Regions from separate parts of the Zea mays genome. Here region 1 is linked to region 2. The links are chromatin contacts, called in public Hi-C maps. All regions are on one chromosome and are shown on one strand. The core of a region is the stretch at or near the end of the contact, and the rest is flanking DNA. Distances in the headings are between cores, read along the strand shown. Region 1 holds the start of LOC103650090 (quinolinate synthase, chloroplastic). Region 2 has its middle 36 kb from the start of LOC118476660.

Evidence for each region. Hi-C and Micro-C count contacts between places; a contact is called where the count stands out from the background.
Region 1: a Hi-C map of leaf shows a contact between it and region 2, with 2.3 times the contacts expected there. The contact joins the promoter of LOC103650090 here to the enhancer-like site in region 2. A contact is called at or near these places in 2 of 25 Hi-C or Micro-C datasets (endosperm and leaf).

The regions. Positions count from the first base shown.
Region 1 is chr3:53,112,129-53,117,749 of Zm-B73-REFERENCE-NAM-5.0, reverse strand. LOC103650090 (quinolinate synthase, chloroplastic) reads right to left here and starts at 2,893. Exons shown (of 7, transcript XM_008675751.4): 1 at 2,092-2,893. The coding sequence starts at 2,820.
Region 2 is chr3:53,014,154-53,019,312 of Zm-B73-REFERENCE-NAM-5.0, reverse strand. No RefSeq gene overlaps it. Among protein-coding and RNA genes, the nearest start is that of LOC118476660, 36 kb to the right of the region's middle. Within about 2 kb of position 1,537, at least 9 of the 20 cell types and tissues checked have an H3K27ac peak or open chromatin away from gene starts, as enhancers often do. A contact at or near this core is called in leaf, where this site is marked.

The DNA of each region.
Region 1 (5,621 bases), core at 1,644-4,143, 97 kb before region 2:
GTGGATTATGATGACCAACTATCGCCCAGCTTATTTGTCTGTCATTCTTATATCATCCTACAGGGCAGCTACAATAATGGGCAATGCCAACAATAACTACAGCTGATTTCTCCTGGTGTGTGTGCCTCTTGATGTCATCATGAAGCAAAGGAATATTTGATCACGGTCGTCCTTCCTTTAACAATTGGAATTCTTGGAGGAAGCCTAGTTGCAGACTTTTCGATTGTGCCGCTCGAAAAAGACAAAAGACCTATTTTTCTCTCCCTTTTTATAAGCCTAGTTTACTGTCTGTTGGTCACTTGTTCTCAAATGCTACGAGTTAAGAACAAGACAACACAAATGTTAATGGTTAAAGACCTTCGTCCTTCGAAGCATTATCTCCCTTAGGATATAATTATCTTAAGACGAAGGTTATGAAGGATATACCTTCATCATCTCAATATGTAATGATAAGCAGGAACATATAGAACATATAAAGAATATTCATATCAAATCATTAGATTATCTTTATCCTCATTAAATAATCATGAACAAATATTTACGATATTAAATCACATTTATACCTTCGGCTTGACAGAAGGTAAGAATCCAAGAGTGACGTGCAAATGAATACAAGTCAGCGTGAACAGTACGGGTACTGTTCATCTATTTATAGGCACGGGACACGGTCCGGACAAAATTACATTCATGCCCTTGATAACTAATCATGATTATGACGCAACTATCAGGGACTATGCAGTCTTTTCCTCTTTAAGTCGGTGCCACCCTTCGTCTCAAGCGTGTCATCATGCCGAGGCTCTTTTAGTTGTAGCTTCGGCATACGACTTCATGCCACAGCTGCTTGCTTGTTATCTTGTCGAAGGTGTTTTTGCTTAGAAGACCTTCGGCGGAGAAGAAAGCCTCCAACACTACCGGTCTTGTTTCTGCTTGTACAGCTTGTGCAGTTCACATAGTTGTAGCTTCCTGGTTCTTAACCCTCTCTCCTTGTTTGTACAGTGGTGAAGTTACCCTTTTATTTTTAATAAAACTCTTAGGCTGGTTTGGTGACCAGAGAAATGTAGAGGATCCATGGAGGAGGAATTCCCTTGCTATTCATGGTGACCAGGAAATATAGGAGATCCATGAGGGTGGAATTGAATAGCAAGGGAATTCCTCTCCATAGATCCCTACATTTCTCTGGTCACCAAACCAGCCCTTAGTGGGGTCTCCCCTTCTGCAATTAAAGCTCAAAAAGAAGAGCATAGGTTAGATGGGACATGGCTCATATCACACGTCTTTTTTTCTTGGGTTGAGAGTTGGGACAAGGTCACAAACTCACAAGGACGAGGAAAGCTACAATAGATGAGGGTACTGTGGTGTTAAAACAGCTACAGTAACAGGTCAATTGAACTAGATAGGTTAGTGGTGTTTTGGAAAGTTGATGGGGATCGATGATATAATGATTGTTACAGCTTTCATGTGATTATTTTGCGACTATATGATTATTATTCTTTTACAATGCTAGAGTAATCATTCCATCGTGGTGAATTCATAGACTCCTAAGAAGCAACTAATCTTCATTTTCCACATTTACAGTTGTAGAGACACCACACAAGTTCCCCAAAGTTCCCTGGCAAAAAAATAAAAATAAAATAGGAAAACCTCTGTGGAAAAGGCTGAGTGCGATCTTTTTAGTATTATTCCCAAGTAAGCAAGATGCTAATATGGCCAATCAAAGTGGGAAAATAAGGCTGATGTTGACACTAGCTGGTTCATTCCCTATACGCAGGCTGACCAGAGTCTGCCGACCAAAAAAAGGAAAAATGCATGAGCCAATAGAAAAGATATCTTTTATTTCGGCGTTGCTGACTTTAGTGGAAAAAAGGGAAATGGAGCCCCATCCTTGGCAGATTCTTCACGTCGAATCTACCTAAGCAAAGCAAAACTTCTTTGTAGAAACTAGAAAGATAGTAGTAATTGGCCACTTGTTGAGGCGAGAATAGTGCCAGGAACATTGTAGCAAGCCGTTCGAGACCAACAGTGCCACGAACATTCATGTAGCCAACTAAATCAACGGAGCAAGCATGAGGATCAGGAGCTGAAGGAGCTCACCTGGGCCTCGGCATAGCTGCCCTGCGCGCTGACGGCGCCGTCGCGCGCGATGACGAGCGACGGAAACGGCTTCCCGGGGTGCCTACCCTCGCGCGCCGCGATGGCCGTGCGCGCCCGCTTCTGCATGCCGACAAGCACATTATGCCACGTGCTGGCCCGCGACCAGGCCGCCGTTGTCCCCGCCCCGAGCGGCGCGAGGTCGGGATCGGCGGGGTCGACGGCGAGGACGTCCTCAGGTTTGGCCCCGTCCAGCGCGGCGACGAGGCAGGCGCAGTACCCACGCGAGAGGTCAGAGTCGGAGTCCGCCGAGAACCACATCCGCCAGCCCGTTGACGCGTTGCAGCGAGCGACGAGCCACACCCGCGCGACGCAGCCCATGACGCGGTTGCCCTGGGCGCGGTCGGGCTCCGGGAGCCGCGGCAGCGCGGCCGCGAGTGAGAGGAGCCGGCGCGCGCGATCTGCGTCAGATGGGAGTGCGCGGAACTCCTCCGCAAGCAGGCGGAGACGGAGGCGCGGGTGCGCCTTGGCGGCAGCATCATCGCAGTCGGCGCGCGGCAGAGGCGGATGTGGAGGAGGGGCACGGGAGTGGGCACAGCGAGCAGCGAGGAAGGAGCTTTGACGGGGAAGGAGGCCGCTTCGGGAAACATGGAGAGGAGAGAGAACGCGTCGGGGCAACAGTGAGGAGGCGGCGGCGCGGGGCAACAGTGAGGCGGCGGCGGCGGCGTCCATGTCGTGGCGTTGGTGTGGCCGTGTTGTAAAATGCGCGGACACTGAGGCCTGAGGGACGAGGCGCGTTTTGCTGGGGACCAATTCGGCCGAGATATTTATCTTTCTTTTCTACTCCATTGATTCCTAGAAAATGCTCCGTCAACTAGTATTTAGCAAGTTGCTAGTCTCCAATAATTTCAAATTCTTATATTGTTAAATATTTTTAGATTATACTATTTCAAATTTGGTTTCATTTTTCCAATAAAGTTTAGTAATCATTATTCTTCTCTTGATTATTATTTTGATTTAGTATAAATTACGGTCGGTCGTTTTTGTCTAAGGTAGTGTTTGGTTCCATAATTCGTTCTAGATTTCGAGGATAGAACGGCATCATTCTATGTTTATTTTATCAAAACATAAGGTCTCTTTTGCAAAATGCAAAAGAAAATCGTTGGCCAATGGGTATCGACGCATGACAGCCATCCAATCTGCGCACAACGCACCAGATTAAAACCCCAAAACCGTTAACCCGTTACGTGACCAGGGACCATTGGATTGAAGATCGACGGCCCAGGAGACACCCACGCGTGATCCGATCCGATCTAATCCATTAGTTAGCCGATCAACGGCGTAGACCTTATGCACCGAAATGGTATACATTCGTCTAATCCCGAGGCTGGTCGTTCAATGGTCAGGGACGCGCCATCAACCTCTACGGCGGAGCATAGCGGTGCTTGCCAGCCGCGGAGGCACGGCCGGCGTAGAGCGAACCAGCGCCACGATGCACGATTCCAACTAAGAACGAGCGCTACATGAAGCTTAGGACAAGGCAATTGTGTGAGGGTATCCTTACCGAAGATGCAGATGTGAGGGCGTGTGGTCTACGGAAGGGGCAGCATCGTTGCTCCAGTTCAACTCCGGTGAGGAATTCTCGGGACCGGTTGCTAATCTCGGGCAGCGAAGCTTCGGTACCTTCGCGTGGCACTCTGAAGGCTCTAGGCCTGTCTTCGAGGTTGCGTCGCTGTCACACCCGGGTTTTAAGTACCCGAAACTCGGGCGCGAACGTAATCACCAAGTGTGCTAGTACCAGGTCTCACACATATGACGACTCATGGTACAGAAACGAATGTCACATATTTACTATATAATAGGAGTTATATACAAAATAGTTAAATAATTACATCATATGAAGACAATGATCCAGCAACCACAGTTGACTGGGAGACGATGGTCTAGATCTCTCACGAACTCATCACAGCATCCTCCATGTGCCTCATCCTGCGGTACCTGTTCTTGACCTGTGGGTGTGTGAGACAGCAAGGGTGAGCTCACATACGTTTATCGTTCAACAAGTTGTGGGGAATAATGTGCATGAACTCGCCAAAAGTGGGAGCTCATGTGAAGTGTAAGGCTTACCAAAGAGGATGGTTAAAGCTAAGCATTGTTTTTAAAGTTGGTCAAAATTTTATTAGCTGTTACTAAGTATAAGTAGATACAAAACCAGAGTAATAATTGATCAAAATTAATAATAAACCACAATGCGATGCAAATGATAAATTGAATTCAATTCCATAAATTAATCATGCGAGAGTCCTGAGCTGCTCATGACCGCGAGCACGGCTAGTATACCAGTTTTACACTCTGCAGAGGTTTTACCCTTTACCCACAAGTCATGTCACCCGGTTGCCAAGGGGTCTAGAAGTCTCATTCATCTCTACCGAGGAGACGAGGTAGGATAACACTACGAGGCATTTACAAAGTTCCACTAGCTTCAGAAAACCCGCTACATTTTCTAAGGAGCGCAATGCAGGGATCCTCTGTCTGACCGCCATCGCAGCAAAACCAACCCGAGAACTTCCCTACACGCCAACTCACCTACTGCCCTTGCCCCTTTCGGGCAAGGTAGTCCTCCACTAGTTTTCCTAATTAGTCAGCCAAGTGCGTCCCATCCTTGTAGTGGCACGTGTTTCTCAAGTTAAACTCTATGTTCCAATTAACACAATGATCTTGTCATAAACAATAATTAAAACAACATTATAATTGGAACATGATCATAATGTAATATTAATCCCAAAACCAGATAGAGCAATAGCAAAGCTACCCAAAAGTTCAGTGGTAAACAAGGTGTAGGATAAATAAGTCTAGGGAAACCTATTAGGTCCCATCAGATTAACCTAAGCATGTCATAGTGATTAACAGGAATATTTTTGGGTTAAGAAAAGTGATCAAGAGCACAACTTGCCTGAGACTCGAGATTCCAGGTACCAGGATGATCTTCAGATTTTCGTGACCTCACTGCTATTCGTAGCAATACAAACAAACATGGTATAGAAAAATTAACATCACACCAAATATAAGAACAAACTGCATAATAATGATCTACGCTTTGGAACTAGCTTCTAGGTTCGAGAACCACTAAATCCGGAGTTATGGTTGAAAAGATATTGTTTTCAGAAGATCTAGGTGATTTAATAGTAAAAATGTATCCCCTGTTAATTAATATAAATCATGTGATAAGAGTATTATAAATAAATAACAAATTCTATTTTAATCTAATGTATAACTTGATTAGTTATCTTATTTTAGTCAGGTTATAATCGTAGATAGGTTAACTTTGATTAGCAAGCTTAATTTACTAAACATAAATTAAACAATATCCATTAATAAAAATATGTGTTATGATAAAACTAATGTTGTTATTGCGTATACAATGTCATTATGAAGCCATCGCAATTGGAACGGAGTAAATCGGAGTTAAAATGGATGAGATATAGACTAAACAAGATTCTAGGTTATTTGGAATTAATTTTATACCTAAAAAT
Region 2 (5,159 bases), core at 288-2,787:
AGGAACCATTTGATAACACATGATATGACCATGGCATCATTATGGGGGTAATCCTTGAGCGGAAGCTCTTCCCGAGAAAATGTGATTGGTACATGAGACCATTTGGAATTGATGAAGGGGCCACTCCGACATGTTGTATCCTTCTTTGTGCTTCGTTCTTCTGCTTCTTATTGGCTGGTTTGGAACTTGAGCTGCCTATGATTGGGAGCACCAACTTCGTAGCCAAAAGTGTCACAGCTTGATCACCTTGCGAAGCCATTGTCGTGGTCGTGGAAGTGAGTTCACTGAAGGTGGGCGCCAATGTTGGTCACTTGTTCTCAAATGTTGTGAATCAAGAACAAGGCAACACAATTGTTAAAGATTAAAGAACTTTGTCCTTCGAAGCATTATTTCCTTTTAGATATAATGATCTTTGGACGAAGGTCATGAAGGACACACCTTTATCATTTATAGGAATGAGAGTTCATAGAGACAATATATGCTATTCATTCATCCATCCATACATTTATTTCATGATAAACATATGAACATTAATAAAATTTATATTACATTAATACCTTCGGTTTGTTTGAAGGTGTTGATGCGACAGCAATTACAATCCAGCGTGAACAGTACGGGGGTACTGTTCAACTATTTATTGGCACAGGACGCAGTCCGAGTAAAAATACATTTATGACCTTAACATGTACTCATAATCGTAACATAAATCATCAGAGATTAACTAGTCTTTTCCTCTTCGGCTCGGCATCATGCTTGACCTTCGTCGCCACCTTAAGCTGAAGCTGTCGTCCTTCGGCTGTAGCTTCGGCATTCATCGTTATCGCTTTCAGACAATGTCTTCGTCTCGAGGACCTTCGGCGGGGAAGAAGATCCTCAACATCACTTTACAAACGATATCTTCGTCTTGAGGACCTTCAGCGGAGAAGAAGACCCCAACCCATATGATAACTAATTCATGGTAATATAATTTATAACTTGATTAGAGGTTTATATTTTAGTCCGCTTATTACTATAGACATATTAACTTTGTTTTGTAAGATTAATCAACTAAACATAGGTTAAAAATATCTAATTATACACGTATGTGATATGATACAAATAGTGTTGTTATTGCATAGATAATTTTTTTTATGAAGCTAAGGCAACTTGAACGGATTAAATCAAAGTTAAAATATGTAAGATATAGATTATACAAGTTTCTAGTTTATTTGGTATTGATTTTATGCCTAAAATTAACTTCTATAGGCTAAACCGCAAAATCCCGATTTGTTTTCATTCACTTTAATTGACAAATGGATGGTGGGTTGATTTTGTAAGTATCCTATGCAAAATGCTCCCGGCGAAGGGGTATCAGTCGATCACAATAGTTTAGTCTTTGATAGATGGCCTAGATTAGATTAGTGCTTTTTATGAACTGGTACGTAACTTCAACCGCCAAATCTCAGATCAACGGTCGAGAGGCAGCCACATCTTGCACTAACCTACGCCCTCCATCACCGATCCTATGGCCCAAATCAAACTCCGTGAAGGGGTATGCCAAATTTAATTAGGGCCACGACATTTTGATCCAACGCTCCTGATTCCATCACCGAACTGCTACCTTGCATTCTAATCCTATCCATCTCTTTGGGATCAACCGGTCCAAGCCCGTCACCTTTCTCCGGCGTCGCCAGGCGGCAGAGCAGAAGCCTCGTGGTGGCACAGCTCACCGGAGACACTTGCCCCAGCGCTTAGCTTCACCAAAACCTACCTCGATCAATTATATGTACGTAGCTGTGACTGTAGCAAAGCATATGAAGGTTACATACCGGGGGTTTATGTGGTAGTGGTCGCTACCTGCCTCCGTTGAGCAGCGGCACCATGGCGGCGGCCTTGCTTCGGTTAGCAATTCTGAATACTCCGAGGAACATTGCGCCCACATACTAGCTTGCACGCGATCCACGAGCATAGGAGACCCTCCTCGACCCCATGCCGAGGTCCATTTAGCACTGCTGCTCGCGGTTCGTTGGCGACGGCTTCCTCACCAGATCTCTCTCTCTCTCCGGTGATAAGGGCTCCAGATAACAAATTATAAGCGCAAGGGCCCAAGCGCCCAGCCTAAATACTCGGGTGCGACATGGTTTGAGGGATTGCCAGGATCCCAACAACCATGACATGGATCGCAACAAACTCTACGACGGTTAAGAGCTAGAGTTGTTTGGAAGCCATGAAGAGGACGACGCTGACGCGTCAGGCCCATAGTGCAGCGATGGGAGGCGAGACTACGCATGTGTGGTGAAGGGCTGACGGGCAGGGAAGAAAATTTTGTACATACCGGATGTAAACCTTATCTTTTACAGCCCCTCACATCCACCACTCGGAGGCCCACAAACACATATCAAAATTTACAAAAAACCCTTTAATTATTTGTTTTTCTTTTATTTATATGGACCAGTAGCTGGAATATGTGAGGGACTGTAAAAATGATTCTTTACATCCTGTTGAGGACTTGTTCTCAAATGCTTTGTTTTAGCAGAAAGCAATAATTCTAGCGTAATGTGCCAGTGATTACAAGATTGCGTGAATAGTACAGGGGTACTGTTCACCTATTTATAGACACAGAGCGTGGCCTGTGAGGAATTACAATTATGCCCCTCATAAGGGATTACAACGGTGACTCAAACATTTATGGACTAAAAGGTCATTCTACTTTTATGTCGGTTTGTAAATTCCGAAGCTTCATGAAGAGGAACCTTCGGCCATCTCATACGAACAGCTTCAGCCGAAAACTGCTTCTTCCTACAAGACCTTCGGCGACGAAGCATAGTCCCAACAGTAGCCCCTTTCGCGGTGCTAGATCGTTTTTCGTAACGAGCTTGATCCGTGAAAAAAGTCTCCTAAGCTTCAGGAAGCCGAAGGTCCAAAAAACACCTTCCCTGAGCTCGTTGTCGAGAAACGATTCAATTTCCCAGCGCATAGCGGTCCCACCTTGCAGAGTTACTGTTTGGTCTCTGCGGTCCACCGTGCAGCGAGTGCAAGCGGCTGTCCGCCTGGTGTAAAAATCCTGGCGCTTCGCCTTCTTACCTGCAGTACTATATAAACAGACGAGTAGGTGTGAAGTTACCACAGCATTCATTGCTATTTGCACTGTTTTGCTGCCAAAATTTTTAACCATAGCCGAAGCTTGACTCTCGGAATCGAACGAAGCTCCAGCTTGAAGCCTGCTTCGTCAGAAGAAAAAACTTCGAAAGAAAAATTATTTAATTCCCACAAATTCAGAATTAAATGGCCAGAGTGCGTTCTACCGCTAGGGTTGAGCGTGAGGGAGGCGAAGTTGAAGGTTCGGAGACTATTCCCATCTCCGTAGCGATGCAACGATCCGGGCTGGTAACTTCGGAAAAGATCCCCAGTGCTGATGCAGAACAAGCAGAACAAACAACTGCCGAAGCAGAAGAAGAAATCATTGAGGAAACTGATCCCGAAGATGATTATCGTATTGCTATGCCAAGTAAACCCAGCCACTTGGACTTCGGAAAGTCTACTGTTTCAAAGGCTGATCTCTCCAAGATGGTAAAGTCGGTTTATTTCAGTGAAAGTCAGAAGAAGCTACTACGCTTCGGGGGGGAAGAAACTACCCCAAAGCCGGAGAAGGATGAAATAGTCATTTTCAAGAGTTTTCTAAAGGCTGGATTAAGATTCCCCCTACATGGGATTATTGCAGAGGTACTGAAGAGGTTTGGTATCTACTTTCATCAGTTGACTCCTAACGCTATCGTTAGGCTTAGTGTTTATATCTGGGCCCTCCGAAGCCAAGCGGTGGAGCCGTTTGCGGACAACTTTTGTCGAGTTCACGAGCTGCACTATCAGACGAAGGCTAGAAAAGATGAATTGCATGACAATTTTGGTTGCTATAATTTTGCTTATCGGAAAACCACAAAGTTCCTTGTAATCAGCTACCGAAGCAAATGGGCAGCAGGCTGGAAATCGGAGTGGTTCTATGTCAAGGTTGATGACGACAAGGAGAAGCTTGTGCAAAGTCCACTTGAACTAATCTTCGGAGAAACCCGACCTCGCTGCAACATGACACCAGAAGGTCCAACCCAACAAGCGTTGGATGAATTCAGAATTATTGCAGAACATATCAGTACAAGAGACATGGTTCAGGAGTTTTTGGCTTTCAGAGTTTTTCCTAGTTTAAAAGAATGGGAAATGCCGAAGCTAGAGGGGGAGAAGAAAGAAGGGGAACTTGTGCGGTTACCTTACTATTACAAGTTTAAGAAATACTTTAAAACACCTTGCCAAGAGTGGTTGGAAACAATTGAAATAATGTGCAATGAAATACTTGGCAATTACTCCAAAAAAGAAGATCAGTTGATGACTGCGGCCTTCGGCACCCGTCCGAAGCGAAGACTGAATCGAGTGCTGGACGCCTTGGGTTTTGAATACCCTGACTACGAGAATCTGAATAAAGGTGTCGGAGGCCGGAAAAGGAAAAGGATAACCGAAGCCTTAAATGAAGATGAGAAAGAACCATCAAAGAAGAAAATTCCGAAGAAGAGGAAAGCGTCTTCTCCGAAGCAAAAAGTATCCAACGAAGAAGAAACTCCCGCATCACACTCTGCCACTGACGTGGAGGAAATTTTGAAGGTAATGACTGAATCCCTGCCTGCGAAGCTAAGTCCATTGGGGCCTCAACTGACAAAGTTTTTTCAGAAGGAAAAGGAGCCCGAAAAAACGAAGAAAACGACTAAAGCAAAGAGACAAAGAATCATCGCTGTGACAGAGGTCATTGACAAGACACCACCGAGAGCTTCAGCTCAGAAGATACCGGCGGCTGAGGGAATAACAAATATTGAAATCACACCTTCGGAGGTCGCGGCTGCCGAAGCTACCTCAATTGAAGATTTGAACTTGGAAAGCACAATCGAACACATCGACAAAATACTGCTAGACATGGCCACATAAGAAGCTACTACTGCCGCCAAAGAGGCCATGGCCGCAGTCTCGGGGAAAGGAAAGGAAATTGCTGACGAAGCTTCAGAGGACGAAGCCTTCATGTTTCAAAATTTAGTTGGAGAAAAATTGTCAAAAACCGAAATAGAAGATCTTAAAGAGTATGCCAAATCTTGCGGATATAAACCAGGAGCACTCCTCTTCGGAGGTATTGATGATGAAAAATT